3 separate regions of the Mus musculus genome follow, and regions 1 and 2 are each linked to region 3. Evidence: chromatin contacts called from public Hi-C and HiChIP or PLAC-seq data. All regions are on one chromosome and are shown on one strand. The core of a region is the stretch at or near the end of the contact, and the rest is flanking DNA. Distances in the headings are between cores, read along the strand shown.

What was found. A called contact is a pair of places that touch in the nucleus more often than the background predicts. HiChIP or PLAC-seq counts read pairs in DNA pulled down with a chosen protein or histone mark.
Region 1: a contact with region 3 is called in an H3K27ac HiChIP or PLAC-seq map of embryonic stem cells, with 6 read pairs. The contact joins the enhancer-like site here to the promoter of Pepd in region 3. A contact is called at or near these places in 6 of 39 promoter capture datasets (3T3-L1-derived adipocytes, cranial neural crest, embryonic stem cells and 3 more), 1 of 484 Hi-C or Micro-C datasets (cerebral cortex), 4 of 115 datasets of contacts at active chromatin or transcription factors (craniofacial prominence, embryonic basal ganglia, embryonic stem cells and 1 more) and 1 of 9 other capture datasets (adipose tissue).
Region 2: a contact with region 3 is called in a Hi-C map of muscle stem cells, with 3 times the contacts expected there. The contact joins the enhancer-like site here to the promoter of Pepd in region 3. A contact is called at or near these places in 5 of 39 promoter capture datasets (the 3T3-L1 cell line, hematopoietic stem and progenitor cells, hippocampal neurons and 1 more), 15 of 484 Hi-C or Micro-C datasets (the C2C12 cell line, the G1E-ER4 cell line, embryonic stem cells and 6 more) and 2 of 9 other capture datasets (liver and pancreatic islet).

What each region holds. Positions count from the first base shown.
Region 1 is chr7:34,797,440-34,800,139 of GRCm38.p6, reverse strand. The region is part of intron 1 of Chst8 (carbohydrate sulfotransferase 8); the gene reads left to right. Among named protein-coding and RNA genes, the nearest start is that of Gm38987, 14 kb to the left of the region's middle. Within about 2 kb of position 1,284, at least 23 of the 459 cell types and tissues checked have an H3K27ac peak or open chromatin away from gene starts, as enhancers often do. A contact at or near this core is called in craniofacial prominence and embryonic stem cells, where this site is marked.
Region 2 is chr7:34,999,600-35,002,299 of GRCm38.p6, reverse strand. All of the region lies in intron 9 of Pepd (peptidase D), which reads right to left. Among named protein-coding and RNA genes, the nearest start is that of Gm35534, 11 kb to the right of the region's middle. Within about 2 kb of position 1,264, at least 1 of the 459 cell types and tissues checked has an H3K27ac peak or open chromatin away from gene starts, as enhancers often do. A contact at or near this core is called in muscle stem cells, where this site is marked.
Region 3 is chr7:34,911,025-34,913,724 of GRCm38.p6, reverse strand. It overlaps Pepd (peptidase D), which reads right to left and starts at 1,318. Exons shown (of 15, transcript NM_008820.2): 1 at 1,271-1,318. The coding sequence starts at 1,287.

The DNA.
Region 1 (2,700 bases), core at 35-2,534, 110 kb after region 3:
CTCCTGGGCACAACCACTCCTAGCCACACAGCCGCTCAGGCAGGGTTGTGGGAGCTCAGGACAGTCTCCCGGGGAGGGCTGAAAGGTGTCCCTCTTAGACAGCTCCATGGCTCCAAAGGTTCCCTGAAAGAAATCAGAGGTTATCAGGTATGTTGGAACAAGCCTGCAATCCTAGCATTTGAGATGCTGAGGCAGGAGGATTGCTAGTCTGATGCCAGCCTGGAAGAGAAAAAACAGGACGGGGAGGGAGAGGGGTTAGGAGAGGAGGGGGATGAAGGAAGGGGGGAAGGAAGGAAGGAAGGAAGGAAGGAAGGAAGGAAGGAGGGAGGGAGGGGGAGGGAGAGAGAGAAAGAGTGAGGAAGAGAGAGAGGAGAGCTCAGAGGCTACGCGGGAATGAAGTCTTTGGCCTCAGGGTTATACATTTTTGCTTTCATCCCTGGGATGGATTCTCTCTCTCTCTCTCTCTCTCTCTCTCTCTCTCTCTCTGACTGTCTGAGCCACACCCACTAAGGCCCTCCTCTGGTTTGCTCTGAACACCAGAAAGTGTTTAACAATAAAACTCCTCTCCTTTGATCCCAGACTCCAGAGACAGAGGCAGGTGGATCTTTGTGAGTTTTTGGCCAGCCGGGTTTATATAGCAAGTTCCAGGCAAGTTAAGGATATGTTGAGAGACCTTATCTTAAAAACAAACAAACAAACAAACAAACAAACAAACAACTGACCAGCAAAAGCAAACCTATCTTTTACCAATGAAAACCCCTCCCAATACTTCCCACTGAGCCGGTTGCACACTTACTCTGCTTTCTCCCCTTTCTGGATCGTCTGGCCCCACCCCAGTGCTAATTGCCTGGGCTTAAAAGGAGCAGATTGCAGGAGGAGGGTGGGGGAGCTTATAGACCTCCATCAGCAGAAAGCCCCCTGGGCTTCTGGCAGGGGAAATCTGATCTTGGGCAAATGTCAAGGAGTCTTTTTGAAATCTGTGTTATGATATCAGCTTACTGAAGGCATAGGACTTCATCTGGATTTCATAAATATTGTATGGGCCACCCTTATCTCCACGTTGGCCAGCCTGAGAACACTACAGCAACCGGCCTTTTCTAGACACACACACACACACACACACACACACACACCCCTCCCCATTGCCTTCACCATCAATTGCAGAGTTGTCATGTAAAGCCAATTGGTGATATTTCAATCACAATGTCCCTGTAACAAATTTCATTCAAATTCCCGGGAAGAGAGTTAAGGCTTCGTCTTGCTGCGGGGAGAATGGCAGGCTAAATGTAGCTTCCTGGGGCCCTGGCAGCCATCCAGCGCTTTGTAATTTATACTTCTCCTTCCTGGCTCTCCAAGTGACCTTGGAACCTCAGTGCTGCTAGATTTCTTAGGTTCACCCGGGGTGCTCTCCACCCCCCCCCCAGGCAAGCTCTTCCAGACCCACCCATCCTGTGGGAGTTTGGAGGAGGCACCCCAAAAGCACATGGCTGGTGATGGGAAGATTGCTTGTTGCTGCTGACCTTTTTCTGCTAAAATTGATGTCAGCTGTGAAAGCACCAAACACACTGCTGGAAGGTGGCTTGCAGGTGACAGGAGTCTCTCTCCAAGCCCCACAGCCAGCAGGTAAACCTGGAAGGACGAGGTGGGGGAGGGGTGGCGTGCAGTTACACTCATCTGCAGCTATTTTGGTTGAAGAATAAACGAAGTGACACCCCCCCCCCCGCCCCAAACTGCTGCCAGTACAGGATCTAGCATGGGGGTGGCGTGTAAGAAAGATTAATGTACAGTTAAAACCTGTGTATGGGCAAGATTACAGGGCGACGCTATCGAATGCAAACACTGCAGCCGTCTAATTAAGGGGAGTTACAGGCTTCCTAGGATGTGTTTGCTGAAGGGAGTACTGGGGGAGGGGGCCTGTCTGTGGCGCGTATTGGTGCAGACTTGCCCCTGGCATATCGTGGGAGGCCACGTGGAGGGGTATGTAAGAGTCAGGAATTAGCCTGCCCGTCTCTGGTCTCCAAGCATCTAGCTCTTTCTCCAAACCACTCTGATCTCTGTCCCCCTCCTCACCTTTGCCTCCAAGACAGTGAGAACCCTTGACTATCTTTTTTTTTTTTTAACTGTTTTTAATTTCTCCTGCTTTGTCAGCTTTTTAAGAGATATGTTACATTATGTGGAAATTGGATGCTAACAAGATTTGTATGAATAAATTAGACTCTTAACTTTTTATGTTATTACAAAATTGAAATGGACTCTAATGACAGTCAGAATTAATGTTCTGTTTCAAATAAATGCTGGGGGTGTGACTGCATCTTCATTGTGGTCCTCCGGAGCCCTGCCTACATGGCTTTGCCTGAGAAGCCACCTCTGCCTTTCTCCTGGGAGATGGGGAGTGGGGGGGGTGGGGGTGGAGGGAGAAGATCTTGCTGTTACCTATGGAGTTCCCTGCCCATCCAAGGGTTGGGAACATGCGTTCTGTTTATATCTTTAGGTCCAGGTTTCCTAGGGGCTACTGGGAATTTCTGCTACTGGGGCTCCTAGTGGGATCTGTAGAGAGAGTTGCCCTGGGCCTTGAGTCATACCCTCACCTGTATGCAGGGGCCGGCTTTGTAGGCAGACACACCTTCCAGCCACCAATTGTAAGGTCTTGAGTAGGCTCACACTTCAGTCCAGAGCCCTCTCCTCAAGGCCCTCAACCAA
Region 2 (2,700 bases), core at 15-2,514, 89 kb before region 3:
AACACTAGGACACATCAAATAAATACATCTACGAACTTAAAATTAAAAAAAGACCAGCCTAGGCTATACAGCAAGACCTTGTCTTAAACAACAAAAGTGAATCCATGTGCTATAGTGTGTGAGGTTGTATTTGAATACAGTTTCATATATAAATAACAAATAAATTTAAATCTTTAAATAAAACTGTCAGGACTGGAAAACACACACACATGTTGTATTTCGGTAGTGCAAACAGTAACAGTGCAAATGTGATTAAGCAGAGGTGTGAATTACACAGGAGAGAATCTGTCTAAAAGCTGACACGTAAAATTTCTCGACATCACACTGTGAAACATATTTTCAAAATATAGGCAAAACATGAGGCACCCACCCTGCTACAGAGTGTTCTTACAGATCAGTATGTCTACTCCACAGTCCCCTAAGCAAACAGGGCAAAGAGCAGACAAGATGGGGAGAAAACCGCTACGGGGCGAAGATGAACTTCCTCAGCAGTTCAGGGAACATCCACTAAGATGGCAGGAGACACCTCTCATTAGTCGGGGGGAGAAGAATCAGCAGAGAGAGCATCCTAAGTCCTGAGGTCCCGTGGGCACATGGCCACACCTAGAATGGCCAGCACCGTGGTGGGCACGCACGGTGTCCTCTGCAGAAGGCTCACTTGGCTCCTCCTGATTTTGTGTCTTACTAGGCAGAGTAGGGGCTGCTCACCCCTCACTGGATTAGCTAAAAATCCCAGGAAGTGCCCAGCAGCTGCCCACCAAACACTGCCACCAGCTGCCACTGTGAGTTGGGCAGCTTTCCTAAAAGGCAGTTGGTTCTTTGTGCTTTGAAATAGTCCCAGAAATTTCACTGTAGGAATCCACTCCAAAACAACAATCAGTTAGACTCCCTCATGAAATAGTGGAAGCTGAAGACGTTAGCAAGTACCCAGCTGTCAGTGAAGGACTGGGCAGGTGGGTTACACGGGTTCCTGTAGAGCGCCCAGGTCTGTAAAGAAGGAAGGACATGTCCGCCCACTGTGATCCTCGGCACATCTGTCTGTTCATCTGGGACCCAGAGAGACCCTGGGTGGGTAAGCTTTTCCCGAAATCTAGTTTGCAGTGTTCTGTGCTGAAAGGCAGGCAGAGGTTCTACCTTCCTATCAGAGCAAAGCTATTTTCACTGCTGAACACTTTCTGAGAATGATGGACACTGGCCAGCAGTGAGTGCCTTTCCAAAGCGACAACTCACACACTTCTCAAGTGTGACCCTGAACCAGGATGACTTTTCGAGGCTGCCACAAGGGGTCGCTCATGCACACCATCAGCCTATACCTGTAGGCTGATATGAGGACCATCTGCTTTCTAGACTACCTTTACGGACAAATTAAAAATTATGCAACTCAGGCCTACATCTGGCCTGACTCGAAATCAAGAAACCTGGGGATGCTGAAGGCCCCTGGAGGCTAGGACTGGGGTCCCAGCTCATCAATCATCACAGGAGTCACACAGGGACTTTCTCCAGAGGGGACTCTTCAGAATGCATATCCTCAATGCCTCTTTCATGGTTTCTATTTTGACCATGTTTTGTCTCCTGGGCAGGGAACTTTCCCAAGAGGGACAGCATCTTCAAAGACTCTCCTAGCCTCTTATCATACTTGGTAGCAGTTCTGCCCAAAGACAGGCACCCTGTCTCTAGGGATGGCACTGCTCTTCGTTCGGCTTTCTGGTGGGTACATTTGAAGTGGCCACCAGCCAGGGAGTCACAGAAGCCTGTTGAAGGCAGAGGCCAAGAAGAAACCTTACCAGGGCAGCGTGTGCTCTTAGAATACAGCGCACCCAATCTCCTAAACACTGTGTTAAAAAGTACAGAAACAAACTATAGGCAAGGTTCTGGTGTGTGATTCAGGGAACTCACCATATGAACATCTATCTGCTCAGTTCTGCTCCAAAAGCCTTTCTCTAAAATTGGGTCTCTCAAAAACCTTCTGCGCAGAGAAGTGGTATCCACGCTCTCCATCCGCACAATGAGCAGGAAGATAGAAACAACCTCATTGGCTTCCTCTGGCCCCTCCATCCTGGGCACAGTGCATTCTGTCTGTCGGGGGCTGGGGAGGGGCACCCATGTAAGCCAACACAACCTCCCACCCACAAAGAGCCTGAGGCAGGGCACCAGGCTAACCTGCAGCTTTAAAACAGCCAAGGGGCCTCTGATGCTGTCACTGGGCAAATCCCAGCTATCCATCTGCTTGGCCCAGGAGCGATAGGAAGCTTTTCCACCCAGGAGGACCAGGCCACTCTGTGGACTCCAGCTTGCTACCAAGACGGATTCAACCGGCCTAGGCAAATCACCTCAATTGTACAGAGTATCGCATGGTCAAATCCTCTGGGACAGAAAACTGAGATTCAGCAAACAACCTGAATCTGGAAGGATTTCCAGTCACAGCCTCTAAATCCCCCAATTAAATGCATGGTTGCATGGCAAAGGTTGCAAAGTCCAGGATCCTGGGCTCTCAGGCACTGGCCAGGATATGACTGACCTAAGTCTTGCCTATAGACTCTTTTTGTCTTGTCTTGTCTGGTTTTTTTGAGACAGCCTCAATTGTTTCAGCTATAGCAGCTTGTAGGTGTGCTGGCTTAAAATTACAGGCTTTCCTTCCCATACTACCTGTGACTTGGGGCATCCTTTCAGGAAATTATTTCTACCCTACCAGATCTGAGA
Region 3 (2,700 bases), core at 69-2,568:
CCCTACCCTTCCTAACATCCCCTACCACCAGGTCCACACCCTCTTCCGCTGAAACCACAGCTCATGCTATCGGGGGTGGGGGTTGGGGGGGGGGAACTCTTTAAGAAGCCAAGTGGTAAATGAGGAAAATACCTAAAAAAAAAAAAAAAAGCCAAGTAGTAGTGACACACCCCTTTAATCCCAGCACTTGGGAGGCAGAGGCAGGTGGATCTCCAAATTCGAGGCCAGCCTGATCTACAGAGTGACTTCCAGGACAGCCAGGGCTACACAGAGGAACCCTGTCTTCAAACAAAGCAAAGCAAAACATAACAGATCTCAAGCAGGGTGTAGTGCCATCGTGCCTGGATTGTCAGCACTCTGAAGGGCAAAGCAGGAAGAATCTGAGTCCCAAGGCCAGCATGCGCTACATAGTGAGACCCTGTCTAAAATTCTTAAAAAGCAGATTCCAGATGACAATCCTTCTTGCTCCCCCAGGACAAAGTCTGGAGAAGTCACTAGCACCAAACCTACTAGTTCAGGGATGTACCCTACTCTCTCAGTCTTTATCTCTTAACCTTTGATCAGCTGTCCTTCCGTGACACTGAATAGAGCCCATCTGTCCAAACTTCCTCCCAGCCGAACCACTGACCCTTTAATCATACAGAATTATGGCAAGTCTAAGCGGAGCAATACACTGGGCTACTGAGGCCTGCATGGAGCCTGCATCGGAGCTAGTGAGGAGACAACTGACATACAGAAAGTCAGGCAGTATAGAATTGATCAGATAATTAAGGGAAGGTGTCTCAGAGGAGCTGACGTTTGGGCCAGGAAAGAATCAGGAAAGTGCTGGCCTGATTAACGGATATTCCACGGCCACTCCAAATACTACTCACACTTTCCCTCACTTTTGAGGAAGCGCCTGGGAACCTGGCGCCCAGACCAGGCTGGCCACCTCATCGGAGGGGCGTGGCAGTGAACAGATTTGTGAAGCTCCCACTTCGGCCACTTACGGTGAGGCTGCCACACTCGGGACTCCAGGGAAGCCACCCTCCCCCGCCCCACGAGGGCCAGTGGGCAGCCGCAAGCATGCAGGGGCTCTGCAGGTACCACTCGCCCAGCCCGGCTCTCGGTTCCGGTGCCCCAGAGAAGAAGCGCGCAGCCCGCAGCCCGCGGCCACAGAGCAACTCCAGTCAGAGCTCGGAGGCTGTCACCCACTGTTCAGCTAGGAATACCGAGGCAGGCCACCTCTACGCGGGCCGCAGGCAGGGCAAGGGACAAGCTCAGCACTCACCGCACAGTGGACGCCATGTTCACTCGGCGCTAGCGTCACGTGGAGTGCAGCGTCAGCTGAACCAGCTAGGGTTCCTCTGAGGAGGACGGGGCGGGGCCAGGGCGGGATTTTTAATGGGCGTGGTGGCTTCAGTCCCTCCCACTCCAGCTCCGGACTTCACACCCTTAAGTGGAGGAGTCCTGCAGCTGATTAAGCATCTCAGATTCCCACAAGAAACTAGAAGGAACTTGAGCAGCAACCCAGAAGGCTTTCCCTCTTGGGAAGAAGTGTCCTGAGACAGGAGATCAATTGATTCTAGGTTAGCCCCTGACCTTGTGTGTATGTTGCCGCCCACCCGCGAGAAGAACATACAAGAATAAAGAAACCATGGGGATCCACTTCTGTATCATTGGGAATAGAGGCCCCTTGGTCTTGCAAACTTTATATGCCCCAGTACAGGAGAACGCCAGGGCCAAGAAGTGGGAGTGGGTTGGTAGGGGAGCGGGGGGGGGGGGCGCATAGAGGACTCTTGGGATAGCATTTGAAATGTAAATGAAGAAAATATCTAATAAAAATTTTTTAATTTTAAAAAATAAATAAATAAATATTTATTCATATGGTAAAGAAAAAAGAAAAAAGAAACCATGGGGAGGAGGGCCAAAGATGATGGAGAGCTGGGACAACTGGAGTAATAGAAGCCTCCAGCATTCAGGAAAGGGAGTCTGGGGAGAAAGTCTCTGGCTGAGAGATAAGCAAGGCCTTCAGGGTCTTGTATATAAGTTGGAGAGTTAAATCTAATAGGCTCTAGTCCAAACCTCCTCAAGTGCAAGATGGAGGAGCTGAAGAAAGAGAAGCAGGGGCAGGGGCAGAGCAGGGGAGGGGAGGATGAGGTGGGGAATAGCAGAGCTGAGCCCTGGTGATAGAGGAGAGTCCTACAGAGAAATGAGCATCAGAAGGCAGGCACTGCCCTCCTTACTCTCAGCACTTAAAGACACTGGTTCAAGTGCTTTGCAGATGTTAGCACCACTGCTCACAGTGGTCTCACAAAAGCCCCATGAGGAAGGCAGGTGCTGTCTTAGCACCATCTTACAGAGGAGGAGACTAAGGTCCAGAAGGGTAAGCAACATGCCTGACCTCACACAGACTCTTGAGAACTTGGACACACACACACACACAGAGTGCATTAGCTCCATCTTCAGCTAAAGAGTCTCGACTCCCTAATAAGGGACGCCTTTTTAAAAATAGCAGAGGAGGAGCAGGTTTGTAGTAGGAAAGCCTGCCCCCAGCTAATCACAGCCCCACTTCTTTTGACATAAAATATGTCAAAATTAAACCAACTGCCAGCTTAATGCTTATTAATGTGTAAAAGAAGTAATTATCCTAAATATTTACAGAAGAGAGGCAGAGAACACCCAGCCATTGAACGGAGCACTCTTTCTGTAGTGTTAACC